Linked DNA regions of Gossypium hirsutum: region 2 is linked to region 1. Evidence: chromatin contacts called from public Hi-C data. All regions are on one chromosome and are shown on one strand. The core of a region is the stretch at or near the end of the contact, and the rest is flanking DNA. Distances in the headings are between cores, read along the strand shown. Region 1 holds the start of LOC107903786. Region 2 has its middle 17 kb from the start of LOC107903785.

The links. Hi-C and Micro-C count contacts between places; a contact is called where the count stands out from the background.
Region 2: a Hi-C map of hypocotyl shows a contact between it and region 1, with 4 times the contacts expected there. The contact joins the enhancer-like site here to the promoter of LOC107903786 in region 1. A contact is called at or near these places in 16 of 34 Hi-C or Micro-C datasets (anther, callus, fibers and 3 more).

The regions. Positions count from the first base shown.
Region 1 is chrA10:76,493,636-76,500,853 of Gossypium_hirsutum_v2.1, reverse strand. It overlaps LOC107903786, which reads right to left and starts at 2,510. Exons shown (of 11, transcript XM_041079190.1): 1 at 2,228-2,510; 2 at 1,460-1,593; 3 at 1,167-1,334; 4 at 992-1,078. The coding sequence starts at 1,576.
Region 2 is chrA10:76,646,539-76,653,756 of Gossypium_hirsutum_v2.1, reverse strand. No RefSeq gene overlaps it. Among protein-coding and RNA genes, the nearest start is that of LOC107903785, 17 kb to the left of the region's middle. Within about 2 kb of position 3,821, at least 7 of the 9 cell types and tissues checked have an H3K27ac peak or open chromatin away from gene starts, as enhancers often do. A contact at or near this core is called in fibers, hypocotyl and leaf, where this site is marked.

The DNA of each region.
Region 1 (7,218 bases), core at 1,261-3,760:
ATATCAGTGGGGGAGAGAGGTTACCTCTAGTCAAATAAGAACCTATAGCATAGAACTCAAAAAGCATTACTCATACCGACTGCCAACACTCAGGTCCAATACAAGCACCAAGCAAGATCCAAATACTATTTGACAACCCTAAACTCTTAAGGTAGGAGCACTAAATAAGCTCCACAACTTACTAGGATAGAGAAACTATGTTAGGTCGATCTTAGCAACTTTAAAATTTTCCCTCAATAAGAAAAGCAAACCTTAAAAACTTGTCAATAATCAAAATTCAGAAGTTTGAACAGTATTTAAAAACTGATGCATCCATAGATGCACCTATATGTGTCCACGCACTAAAACACATATATCCATATATACACATATATATACCTAAGCCTTTAATCTCAAATTAGTAATTGCCGGCTTCAAGAATCATTTTACCAAACAATGAATGGACACAGAAATATATGTATTGTTGTCCTGTTATCAATAGTTTTTATAAGGTCCTCTTTGTATAGTGAATTCAACAATTGCAGTATGTATTAAACTTCTAAGCCAAATCTTGGACTAACTTGGACTTTTTACTGCAGAGCTATTACCTGTACAATGACAAAAATAATGTGGATGTCTGGAGAGAAAAAATGAGACCTAGAAAATAAAACTTAAAACGAACACCCTGACATGTGAGCATGCACACACACAGAGTTACAGGTTCAAAGGTGTAAATATGACAATCCATACATGAGGAATGACAATACTGAGTAACACGCTCAATACCAAAGAACAAAATCGGGTACATTTATAATTGCCTGAGCACACAACTGAACCAAGACAAATGATGAGAAGATTAGTCTTCGAATGATTAAACACATTAAAGATATATCACCTTCTAAAAGGAAAAACAAATCCAATAACAACATACTTTGACACCAAAATCAACATCTTCAGATGGAAAATATAAATGAAAATAACAAAATAATAACACACTTTCTAACCAACAAACCTGAAAATGGAGGATTGTCGGCTTAACTAATCTAGTGTTGTGGAAGAACTCATAGTAGTTCCCACCTTTTTCCATCTGTTTGCATTCCTATAAAAAAATTACCAATTAAATACAACTCAAATGATAGTCTCTTTAGGACAAACTATCTTGTTTAGAGATCGTAGAAGAAACAAACCTTGTCAACAGCATCACCAGAGGCCGGGATATTCTCATAATTCTTATACTGTTCAAGCCTTGTCAATCTATAATCTTCCCTGGTTATGTTCAATCTTTCCCATGGAATTCCCTGAATGTCCTTCCCCTTCCGTGCTTGACCAGAAGATGTATCAGTCACCTTGGTCAGCTGCTCAAATGGTCAAATGGTCAAATTATAGCTTGAAAGTGATTAATTTCATCATTAATTCTAAAATAAACTAAAACTAACAAAAATATACAAATAAATACATATAACCAAAATGAAAAACAAACCATGTCATATTCATGGGCATCCATGTCTCCACCAGCTCTACCATAGTCGTCTTCATCCATATCATCAATGATATCTTCAGCCATGTAATAGAAATCCCCCAGTTGCAAACGGGACATGCTATATTTGCATTCAACTGTGAAATTATCAAATTATTGCTGTTATTTTCTTATGTTTTCCTTTCTCAGAAACAAAAATGAATAAAAATCATTGGAAACCTAAAGACAATATACTAATTGGAGAAAAGGGTATTCCTAAAATCATGGAAATAAACTTACAAGCAGACTAGCAAACATTACTTTTCTTTTATCATAGAAGCAAATATTCACAGGATTTACTAAACCTACTTCCAAACAAACCGCCTTAAAAAACCTAAAATATAATAGAAGACCCCAGAGAAACCCTAAAAAGAAATGGAATTTAGAACAAATATTCCCAGAAATCATAAAAGAAACTTACTTCCAAACAAACCAATGAACCACAATAACCCAAAAAAACCCTAAAATATGATTAAATCATATCTAAAATACGATATGAACTGAAAAAAAAAACCCAAAACCATCAAAACCCACCAACAAAATAGGAACATTTCATACAAAAGTTCCGATTTTTCCAGAAAAAAAAAAGAAATAAAAACATGTACGAAGACAAGCCAGAAGAAAATGATCGAACATAAAGATAAAAGGAAATAGATTGCAATAAAATAAAATAAACAAAAAAAAAGGAGAGATGGGATGTTCTTACTAAAAAAGAATGAATGATGTTCTTACATCAAAATTTGGTCTGGGATGGGAAGGTTTTGGCCTTTGGGTGATTTGTTGTTTATTATGTTATTTTACTAATTATTTTATGTATTTTTAAGTAGAAAAAGGAGTAGAGAACATAGAGATAATAATGAAGATAGTTTTGGGGTTCGGCCAAAAATACGTCTTTTAATTCATGCCTATCGCGCGCACCATGTTTTTTGGGCAGTTCTGCTGTGAGCTCTGAAAAAAAAAAAGAAAAAAAAAAAACAACAACAACTAAAACAACACAGCCTTAAGATCAACTTTTAGCCCTTCATCAAGTTACAAGTTAAAAATAAATATACTACCATAAATTTTTTTATTTTCTCCTTGATACTATCTAAGCCTATTCATTATTGGGTTACCTCGCTCAATTCAAAAATCATACAAAAAAAATAAGAAGATTTAGATAAAAATATAAAATCAAAAAATAGATTTAAGTAAAAAATTAAAACTTATTTAGAAAACGGGTCTGGCTTTAGATAAAACTTTTTTGACTCTGCCCAGCTTGAATATCATTTTTTTACTCTTTTTTTGTTATTTTCTTATTTTTTACTATTTTACTACTATTTCACTATTATTTTCTACTATTTTCTTATTTTGTTATTATTGTATAACTATTATTTTATTGTTAATTTTGTTACTATTTTAGAGACATTTACTTGTTAAGTTATACATATCTTATTATTTAAGCATGCATATTTTTTAAAATTTATTTTCAATTTGTTGGGAAATATTTATTTTATTATTTTTAGTATTTTTGATGTATTATATTTTTAAAAAATTATATAAAAATATAAAAAACTTAATATGAGCCGAGTCGGACCTAGATTTTAACATTTTTCTCCAAGTCGAACTTGAATAAAATTTTAAGCCCATTTTTCAAGTCGGACTCAAGCCTAAATTTTAATTGGACCCGAACCCGACTCATGAACACCTCTAATACTATCTTATACTTTTTGGCATTTCTCAACAAACTTTTGGTAATTTCTTATATATTTTAATACTTCCTCATAAAATTTGATATTATTTCATAATTTTTTAAATTAAAAATCGATACTCTCTTATATATTAATCCCATGTTTATCGGTACTCTCTTAGATATTTTTGCAATCCCTCTTTTTTCTATATACCTTCATATTTGTTGGTATGGTTTCAAAATTAAAATTTTGTAAAAGATATAATTCTATGTTAAAATATTGAAATGGATAGATTAAATTAATAATAATTTTTAAAAATTAAAATTAAAATAAATTAACAAAATTTTAATATGAACCGAAAATTAGTATATCTCAAGTTTTGGTATATCCTCATATTTTTTTTTGTATTCCCTCATGTTTTCTAGTTACCCATCAATTTTTTAGTATTTCTTCATGTTTTTATGGTAATCCCTCACAATTTTGGTATTTGCTCATACTTTTTGGTAATCCTCATGTTTTTTGGTATAATCTCAAATTTTTTATATCTTCTCATAGGTACCTCGTTATGTTTTCAAGTAGCCTCTCATATGTTTTGGTATACTCTAATGTTTTTTGGTATACGCTCATGATTTTTGGTTTGTCCTCATATTATTTTAGGGTTTTTTACCTAAATAGCATAAAAAATAATTAATTACAAAAAAACATATAAAAAAAGATTAATTACGAAAATGGGTATTTGCTACAGTATTTCCGGTTGGAATAAACTTTGTTACAAAAATAATTTTTGGTAGAAAAAACTTTTTGGACTAATTGATAAGAGGCCTCTTTAGATTTTATGTTAAAAGGGGAATAAAAGAAAATAATAAACATGTAACACCCTTAACCCCTCTCCGTCCTCAAATTAGGGTCACGAGCATTACAACCAATAAGAACATTTAATTATATCATAAGCATTTTTGTAAGTTAACAATGAACATTATATTATACATGGGTAGATCATGCCAATTTAATACTTTCATATTAATTTCTTATATAATTGAATAATGTAATGTCTTATATAATTGAATAATGTATCATAGTATGCAATGCTAAATTTGGTCTTCCACTGTATACACTCTTATCATTATTTATCCTCTTTAGAAAGCTAGAAGTTGGATGCATAATAAGAGTATTGAACCATACTCCAACAACTACTACCTTTGATGATATTAGTAGAACGACCTACTTCACCTAGCTTAGGTTTGCTATTTCATTCAAAATCACAGTAAAAATACTCATATAGTCCTAAATACGAGTTTATAGGACTCTAAAAATATTCTAAGAACAAACAGGGGCTAATTTGAAATAATTTTGAAAGTTTAGGGCAAATTTCAAAAATACCTAGTAATAAGGGACACACGACCGTGTGGCCAGGCCATATGAAACATCCTAGACCGTGTGACTTTCGAAGTTGAGACACATGGTCATGTCTTAGCCCGTGTCTCTGCTTGTCTAACTCATTGACTTGGGTCACACGGCCGTGTAGTTCTTGACATGGGCGTGTGGCTATCCTACACACTCGTGTGCTATTTCACATGCCTGTGTGCTTGGGCCGTATACCTCTCGAATTAATCTTATACTGCCGTGTCGCAAGCCGTGCGGAAATTGCTTCTATATAATTTTTCAACACGTTCAGGGCACATGCCCATAAGTGTTGCCTGTGTGTGACACACAACTGTGTGACAAACAGTGTCCCAGGCCGTGTGTACCTTCATGTACCTTAAAACTCAAGTTTAACAATTTGCATTTGCTTGGACATTAAGAAACCAACTCACCACTCATTTAACCTACTGAAAACATGATTAAACCTACTCAAAACAAGCCAAAACAGCCATCCTAAGTGCCTAACCAATGTACCCTCATTGGTACCACATTCTATACATCCAAACAAGTCCATACTCAATACTTACAAGAAATTATCAAAGTCTCCACTTCATCACATATGTTTACTATATATCAAGCTAATCACTGAAGGTATTTAGCTAATGACCAAAAGCACATCAAGTTTCAAACATACACCAGAAATATTAAACATTTATATCCACAAAGCTTACTCAAACTAACTTATAAACAACATCACCATAAACAAAATAACTTAAGGGCTCTTAGTTCATACCATTTATAACCTGACATCAATATATCGAAATCTTCTACCGAGATAAAGTATGGATAGTGTGAATGTACTCCGACTTGATTCCAACAATTGAGCTTTTCAACAATCTACAAGACAAGAAAAACAACTACGTAAGTAACTAGTACTTAGTAAGCTTGTATAAAGGAAACTTAACTTACCAAACATAAATGATTAAATCATTAAAACGTTACTCATTTATAATTATGTATATTTTTCCTTCCAATTCACAACACACCACAAGGTTAATAGGTGTATTAAAGAGCATATCCAATAAATTGAACATGAAACATATCAATATGAAGTTCAAACATAATTTCTCAATCTATTACTCAATTTGTTTTCATTTCATATTCATATACCAACCTTTTCCATTTCATGTTTCCATAACGTAGTTCTTTTCATATATGCATCCATTTATTAAAAATTAAATCGTCCGTGGAATCAAATGAAATAACATCGAATACTTGGAAAATACTCATATAACTATTTAATTCCCTAAACAAAGTTCAACATCATAATTTAAGATATTTATAGACAAATAAAGTATATAATCACACCAAAGCATTAACATTCATTATCAAACTATACTAATCAAATGTTCAACTCATATTCATACTTATGATACATACCTCACTTGAAACGTGTTACTTGAACAGCAAATAACTGGAGGGTGCCATGGCATCTTTCAACCATGGGCTTATTCATTTTCCATCATGTTTCTATAGTGTCTTTCAACTATGGTCTTATTCATTTTCCGTCATGTCACTATAGTGTCTTTCAACTATGGTCTTATTCATTTGATTCGTGATGGCATTGTGTTTTTCAGTTATGGTCTTACTTGATAGAATCGTGATGCCATAACGTCTTTCAGTTATAGTCTTACTCGTTTTTGGTATGGTGCCATAGGGTTTTTCAACTATGGTCTTAATCATTTCCTTCAAGCCAACGAACTCAATTCATATATAAACAATTATATATTAAACAATCGAAACAACAACTAATTGATTTAATCAAGTTACAAACTTACCTCGACAATAACAATTGTAAAAACGAAGCTGACAACTAGTCTGGTTGTAACGCCCCAAGTTTTACGCTTTTGTTTTTGTGAAAAATTGACACAATTGTGTATTTGCTTCAGTGGTTAAGTGTTCTGGGTGTGTGTGAAAGATCCTTGGTTCAAGGCCTAGCTGTGGCAAATGTTGGCTTTTTCCTGAATTAAGCCTTAACTACTAGTCAGCAGGCTTATATTAAATTACTGGTAATTTTATATCTGAATGGGCCTGTTGGTCTGGTGGTTAAGTGGAGTGTTGAAATGTTGGAGGTCCTGTGTTCGATTCTCTACCTCGGTAAGGGATAGTATTATTTTTTGTCTAGTTCTCGGCTAGAGTTGTACTGTGGTTGGACTCTAAGTAGTGGGGTGTTGGATGGAGAAAAGTAAAGGGAGTTGAGATGGGGGGTTATCAGAATTGTTCTGTTAGTTTTCTCTTTTTGCAAAACTTTGTTCTCTTCTCCCCCTCTCTTTGCCAAAATTTCATCTCTCCCTCCCTCTCGTTTTTTTTTATGGTTTTACTCAAGTTCACCTCTTTTGTTGTGCTGCGCGTAATCCTAATCGTTCGGTAATTTTGGTTTTCGATTGATCTTAATGGTTTCTTTTGAATATTAGTTAAAGAGGGGTTGACTGGTTTGTAGGTGTTAATCGAAGGGCTGATTATTGTTCATCGGTGTTCTAAGGGCGTGGAATTCCCGTTCTTCGATAGAAGGTAATGTCTTTTTTTTGCTCGAAAGATGAATATCCCGTTTTGGTTTTAGTTTAGTCTGTTTGATTAAATGATAAATTGAGTGAAATTGGTCAATTATAGGTTCTAGAGTGCTCGGGGACCGGT
Region 2 (7,218 bases), core at 2,572-5,071, 150 kb before region 1:
GGCATATAAAATGAGCAACCTTTGTTTGAACACAAGCCAGATGAAGAGTCTAACTTTTTGGGGTTCTTGAAATTTCTATGTAATATTCCAATTAGTATCCTTAGGATCCCAAGAACTTTCCTTTGACTTCCAATAAGCACTTTTAAGGGAAAAAGTGCCTGTAAAGGTACCTATCCATATGATCTTGTTAAGTCCCGTCGAGGTATATGGAGGCGGTATGCTTACAATACGTCTAATAATCTCCTTAAGGACCCATAAATAGAATAAGTTAAGATTCAAAGCCCCACCCGTTGTGGTCAAGTCTTTGAGAGTGCACTCCAAATCCAGGTTATCATGAGATGGAATCTAACTTATTAATAGTCCTACACCTGGAATCCATGGATCATTCCAACACTTAATTCTAGACCCATTTCCAACTAACCAAAGTAAGTTCTCTTTTAATAGATGCCAGACTTTAAAAAGCGCATTCCATAAGAAAGAGTACCTGTTTCGAGTAATACTTTCTGGCAGATCTTCTTTTATCCCATATTTTGACCGAATAACCCTAACCCACAAAGTAAAAGAGTTAGTCACAATATTAAACCCCACATTAAGCGTAAACAAAGTGTTATGGTCCCTCAACTGCCTTATCCTAAGACCACTACAAGACCGAGGTTGGCACTTCGACTTTCAGCTCACCAATGCCATCTTCTTCCCATCACTCAAGAATCCCTAAATAAATTTTTTGACCATACACTCAATCTTTTCACACACCTCTATAAGAATAATTATGTATTACATGAAATAACTAGGGATCGAAAGCAACACCGATCGAGGTAACGTAACTCTACCAGCTAATGATAATTTTCTGGCATCCCAACAAAGTAGCTTTCTTCAAACCTTATCAACAACAAACCTGAGGGAGCTGTTAGTTATCTTCTTATAAAACAGGGGCAATCCCAAGTATGTACCAAAGTTTGATACAATTTGAAAACTGAGGATATTCCCAATTCATTCCTTTAAATTATCATCAACATTAGAGAATAATAAATTTGTCTTTCTCGCATTAATTTTAGGGCTAGAAAAATCACAAAACTCCTCCAAGACAGTATTATTCTACCTTGATCAATATTCACATGACCCAAAATAACCAGATCATCAACGAAAAATAAATGAGACAGCTCTAGTCTTGACCGAGATAGATGAATGGGTTTCAATAAGACATAATTAATCATTGATCGGATATTATGTCCAAGCCACTCTATATAAAGGACAAAAAGATATAGTGATAACGGGTACTCTTGTCTAATTCCCTTTACCAGTCGAAACTTCTATGTTGGGACTTCATTCCACAATACCTGCAAAGAAGAACCCGTAATAGCAGACATAATAGCATCGCGAAAAAAATCAGGAATACTTGTAGCTTTCAAAGAAGTATTAATAAAGTCCCTACTATTTTATTTTAATGGTCATCCACTTCTTACTCTTCTGTTTACTTTTCATAGAATTGATTACTTCTTGGGCAATAATAACATTATCCATGATGTTCCTACCTGCAATAAATCCAGCCTGCTTAAGAGTAATGATTTTTGGGAAGACAACTCTGAAGCAATTTGCTATCACCTTCATAACCAATTTGTAAAGAATCGTGCATAGGCTAATAGGTCGAAAATGGAAAAATTTCTTAGGGCTAAACATTTTAAGGATAAGGAAAAATTCTGAAGTGATAGCTTGTTCAGCGAATACCTTTTGAACCTACTTACAAACTACTTCACCAACCACATCCCACTGACTCTGGAAGAAAAGAACATAGAAACCGTCACTTTGTGATGCTTTCAACGGAGACATGTCAAACAGTACGGTTTTGATCTCATCCGTTGAAACCTCTTTACCTAAAAGGATGAGATCATTATGTTCAAGCCCTAGAAAATTACAAACTCGTAAGTTGTTCATACCAATAGGATGCTACCCATACAATTTCTGAAAGAAACTAATTGCCTCCAACTAGAGACTAGCTTCTTTAAATAGCCACCCGCCATCTTCATTTTTCAAGGTAGATATCCTATTATGCTTCTTTCTCTGTAAGCGTCTATAGAAAAAGGTGGTATTATGATCTCCTAAGCACAACCATTCATATCTAGCTTTTTTTTTTCATAATAATTCCTCATGGTGGAGAACAACTTCTAACCCCTCTCTCACCTTCATTTCCAAATGCACTAAGCGGTCAGAAGCCATGTTTTCCAGCACTTTTTGAATACTAAAAGCTTCCAAAAAAATTGTTTTTTACGAACACTAATGTGATTGTACATAAACTTGTTCCATGATTTGATATTTGATGTAACCTACTCAAAAGACTGCACCATGAAAATCCCAATTATTTTTGACAAACTCGGTAAAATTCAAGTGTTTAACTCAACCAGCCAAGAATCTAAATGGCCAACCTTTGAGCATAATACGTTTCGATTTTAAAGAAAGAAAGAGTGACCGATGATCTAATTCTTTTCTCAAAAAATGAGTTATTGTACAATTAGGAAAAACATTAATCCAAGTACCATTACCAATTGCTCTATTGAAACGGTCAAATATCCCTCCTTTATGCCAAGTGAATTAAGGTCCTTTAAAACCCAAATCCTAAAGTTCAAAAAAGAGTGGACATCTTCTCCCACAAGATTTTCCGCCAATTTTATTGTTAGAGGATAACAAAGCATTAAAATCTTTGATGGCAATCTAAGGAACATTACTGTCTGAAATAGTCAATTTTAGTGCCTCCCAAAGCTTATTACGCTTTTGGCCATCAGGACTACCATAAAAATGCGACATAAAGAAGTTTAGCATGCACACAAACGAAAACCCGAACAAGAATGAAATGAGAATGATTAGAAACTACCTCTACTCTAATAGACTCTTTCCAACCAATCCAAATACCTTTAGAAAAACTATCAGCCTCCACTTGGTGTACTAAAAACCCAACATAGCTATGATTTTGTCTGCTTTGATAGTGCTAACATGTGTTTCAAATAAACCAACAATATCAGGCTTGAACTCCAAGTTATACTCTTGAAAGATATGAGGAAATTCAACATTGGCACAACCTTGACAATTCCAAGTAAAAATTGATAAATTCATAGATATAATTAGAAAAAAAGAAGGCTAACCTTTCACTTTTCGGACAATTCCAAATTCTTGGTCTATAATATTTCTGAGCCCGAATAATCCTTGCATACTTCATTTCCCAACTAAGTACTTAATAATTTCACCATGGAATCCATTATATCTGCTAGAGGAACACTCGAAGCACCCGCAACCTTAAAGAGATTTCCTCGTTCTCTAATAACCTTGTTGAGCTTTTTTCCATTCTGACCATTCTCAGTTTTAACGCCAAAGGCACAACTTTTAATCCCATGTTTAAGCTGACTGCCTTATGCAAAATTAACACTTACTGAATTAAAACTTATGTTAAGGTCACCTTTTTCCCCCGTATGTTACAACAAAATGTTTTCCTAGGTTCAAAACATCTGGACTTAGAATCATAGTTCTCTCAGGCTAATCCTCAAATATATGATTGAAGCAAGAGATCAAGCTTATAGGGAACTCATCAGTAAGAAAATTAAAATTATTTTTATCCAAATTAAAAGTAGTATCACTCGAATCAAAATTAGAAAGCATGACATTGCCCAAATTGTCATTGCTCTTTTGAGATTTGAGGGAAAAGTCACCCGTATGGGTCTTATTAATTTTATCAACCGTAGTTGAATTATTGAGCAACCCACTATTAGTCAATCCATCTACTTAGATTGGTCTCTTCCCCAATGCCTTGTCCATCATATTTCTGCCCAAAATAGTCAACCCATTCCTGATATCGGGTAAGGCCCCATAATCTTGTCCAAAATCTGACACTCTAGCATCTTCTCTGGTTATTGGACCGCTGCTTTCACTTTTGACCCTTCATATTCCCTTGATTATCCCCCAAAACAAAACCTAGACTCTCTTTGACACTATTCGAGCCAACCATTGTAATTTCAGCCCCTTCCTCTTTATTTTTATTTAACCCCATAAGCGCCAAAAGTTTCAAACCTGGCTTTATTTTCCATACATTATTCGTATTTTGATTTTGATTATCCCTTAGGTTATGCCGAGATTTCCTTTGAACCTGCATCCATGGATTGAAAACCCCTGGTTCCTTTGATTTGTCAGTGTTTGGAATCGAGGAGACTACCATCGGATCTTTCTCCCTCTGACTCTGATTTTAGTTTTTTAGAGGACACAAGTCCTTCACATGGCCATATCGACCACATGTAATGCAGATGGATGGTAAGGATTCATACTCTACCTTTTGGATCTCACCATTGACCCGAATCTAAGATACTAGAGGTTTGTCGATGTTAACATATAATGGCATTCGGGCAAATTTACCTTTAGATCTACTAACAATATTAAGGTCTAGTTTAGTGACTCTTCCAATCAACCCCCTATTTCCCCAAGGATTTTTTTTCTTATACAAGTGTCTAGGAAGACCAGGCAATCTGACCCAGACCAACACCATGCTCAGGTAAGTTTGAAGTGGGTTGAAGTTAATCGTCCATGGTTTGATGGTCAAGTACTGGCCATAGACGATCCATGGACCCTAAGACCGCACACTGGAATTTCGCAAAAAATTATCCATTTTTAATGTCCATGATTCTAAATAATCTAGCAGGTCTCCACAAACTACTAACCCGATTGTGCAGTGTTTTATATTTGATATTTCGTCCTAGAAAGTTCACCATCACCGTAAGTTGACCAAAATATACTTGATACGATTAGAGAAATTAATCGACGAGATTCCATTGATGGTTGACTTTATAACATCATCCTCCAAGAATTCCAGATCCTCATTATCTTCTAAAACAACCAAGCTCGACATCTTCTTACCATAAACTTGCCTTTCCTTAGTACCTTATCTCTCTCAGACACACCCATAGGTCGATCCCGATCCACTACCATGTTCGATTCACACACCACGTCACCTCCATTGTATTTGAAACTCACCTTTTTGGTATTACGGTCTTCTACAGGGAGATGTAGAACACTTCCTTCCTCATTTTCTAGAGAGTTTGCAAAGCTATTTTTAAATTTGATACATTTTAATAAATAGCAGAATTTTTTTAGATAAATGATTATTGTTATTATTATTAAATTTTAATAGGATTATTATTAAATATAATTTTAAAAAATAAATATTTTAATTATATTTTAACATAATTATTATTAAATACTATTTAAAAAATATATAATTTAATAACATTCTTAATATAATTATTATTAAAATATAAATTAATAAAAATCATAATATATAATATTAGAAAAATAATATATAACCTACTTTATTATTTTTAAACTGCAATGCATATTTAATGTGATAAATATCATTAGTGAAACAAATAATTTATTTATCTTCTAAACTAAAAAGAAAAAAAGATTAGAAGTAATAAATAGCTTGACAATTATATTTTACATCCAAATATAATGTTTATACATTAACAAAACATTACACGAAGTCGTTAACTTATATGCCATAATCTATATGTTAAACTTTACAACATCAAAAAGTTACAATAGTCTGTGACATTCTATCATGTTATTATACCATCTCAATATTACATATACAAAAAGTTACCAAAATATCACCAACACAACCATGATTTTTAATGGTCAGAAATAAATCTTTTCACCCATTCCAATCGCATAGAAGAAGGTAGACAAAAGAAAACAAGCATTTACATTGGATGGTCTGAAATTTTGCTCAACGCACGAAAGTGCTCATCCTCAATTAAGCCTTCTACTTCACATAAGGCCAAATATAATTTTTTAGCACTTTCTTGAACGAACATTTCTGACTTCCCTTGAATTAGCACTTTGGACGCAATGCTCCTACTATATTCAAGGCCAACAGTTCGTATGTTTTCCCCTAACAATGTGGCAAAATTAGTAAATGAAGTAGAAATTTGTTCACTTCCATCAGGAATCTTTTTTTCTTCTCATTATTGAAAATGTGGAAATATCTTGGTTTGTCTTTGACGATTGCGATCATATAGCCAAGACATTCATCTCATCCAAGGAAACATCATCTTTACATCCATGGTAATTGTTTCTTTTTTCAAGATTCTTTGTAGTAGTTACATCCTCAGCATCTAGTTCTTTTACAAGCGAATCGGGACAAACTGTGCCTAGGATTAAGGCCACACGGGTTGCCATATGAGCGTGAGGGCCATCCATGTGGACCACACGACCCCTCACACTACCATGTTCTCTTGAAACCTTAGTTTTTTCAATTCTCACATGGCCTCAGTCTGTTACACGACCCAACCACATGATCATGTAGTCCTTTACACGGTCTAGGGCTTTCCACACGGTCCGTCCATACGATTGTGTGTCCCTTATTTTTTTAGATTTTACATTTTTCCCTTATTTAATTAAAATTTACAAATTTCCCTTATTTTTTAGATTTAACATTTTACCCCTATTTTTCAAATTTTACAAATTTGCCTTCGTTTCTTAGATTTTATAGTTTTCCTCCTATTTTTTAAATTTTATAATTTTACCTCGGTTTCTCAAATTTTACAATTTTCCCCTAATTTTTAGATTCTATAGTTTTGCCCTTATTTTTTCAAACTTTACAATTTTGACCCTAAAGTTTATTATTTGTTCAAGTTTAGTTCCTAATTGAATCCCGAACAGTTTTAATGTTTAATTTTGTTCAATTAAGTCCTTGATAGTATAATTTATGTTAGAATCCATAATTGATTGAATTAATAATAGTACTTATATACATATTTGTATGAACTATGGACAGTACATATGGTTATAGTATTTAAATTTGTGATTGCACATACAACATGCCTTTTGTTACTGTTAAGCCAAACACTTAATAAGCATGACTAATTTCTACTGAGTTGATTTGTTATAAGCATATTGATTTTTATCGTATTATTCTATTGAAAGCATAATTAAATTCTACCATATTGATCCATTTGTGCTTACCATATTGCATTGCTTGGGGTGAGACAATGTGTACGGAGGAATTATTGTTAGTTTATTTACTCATTTTGCTGTGTACCCATAGCATAGTGGCAGTGTTTATCCTTTAAATACAAATTTAGTGTACATCCACAACTTATCAATAGCTTTTACCTGCAATAATGTTTTGCATTTACAGCCTAGTGTCAAATTTTATCTACGATATTTTGCTGTGTTCCCACA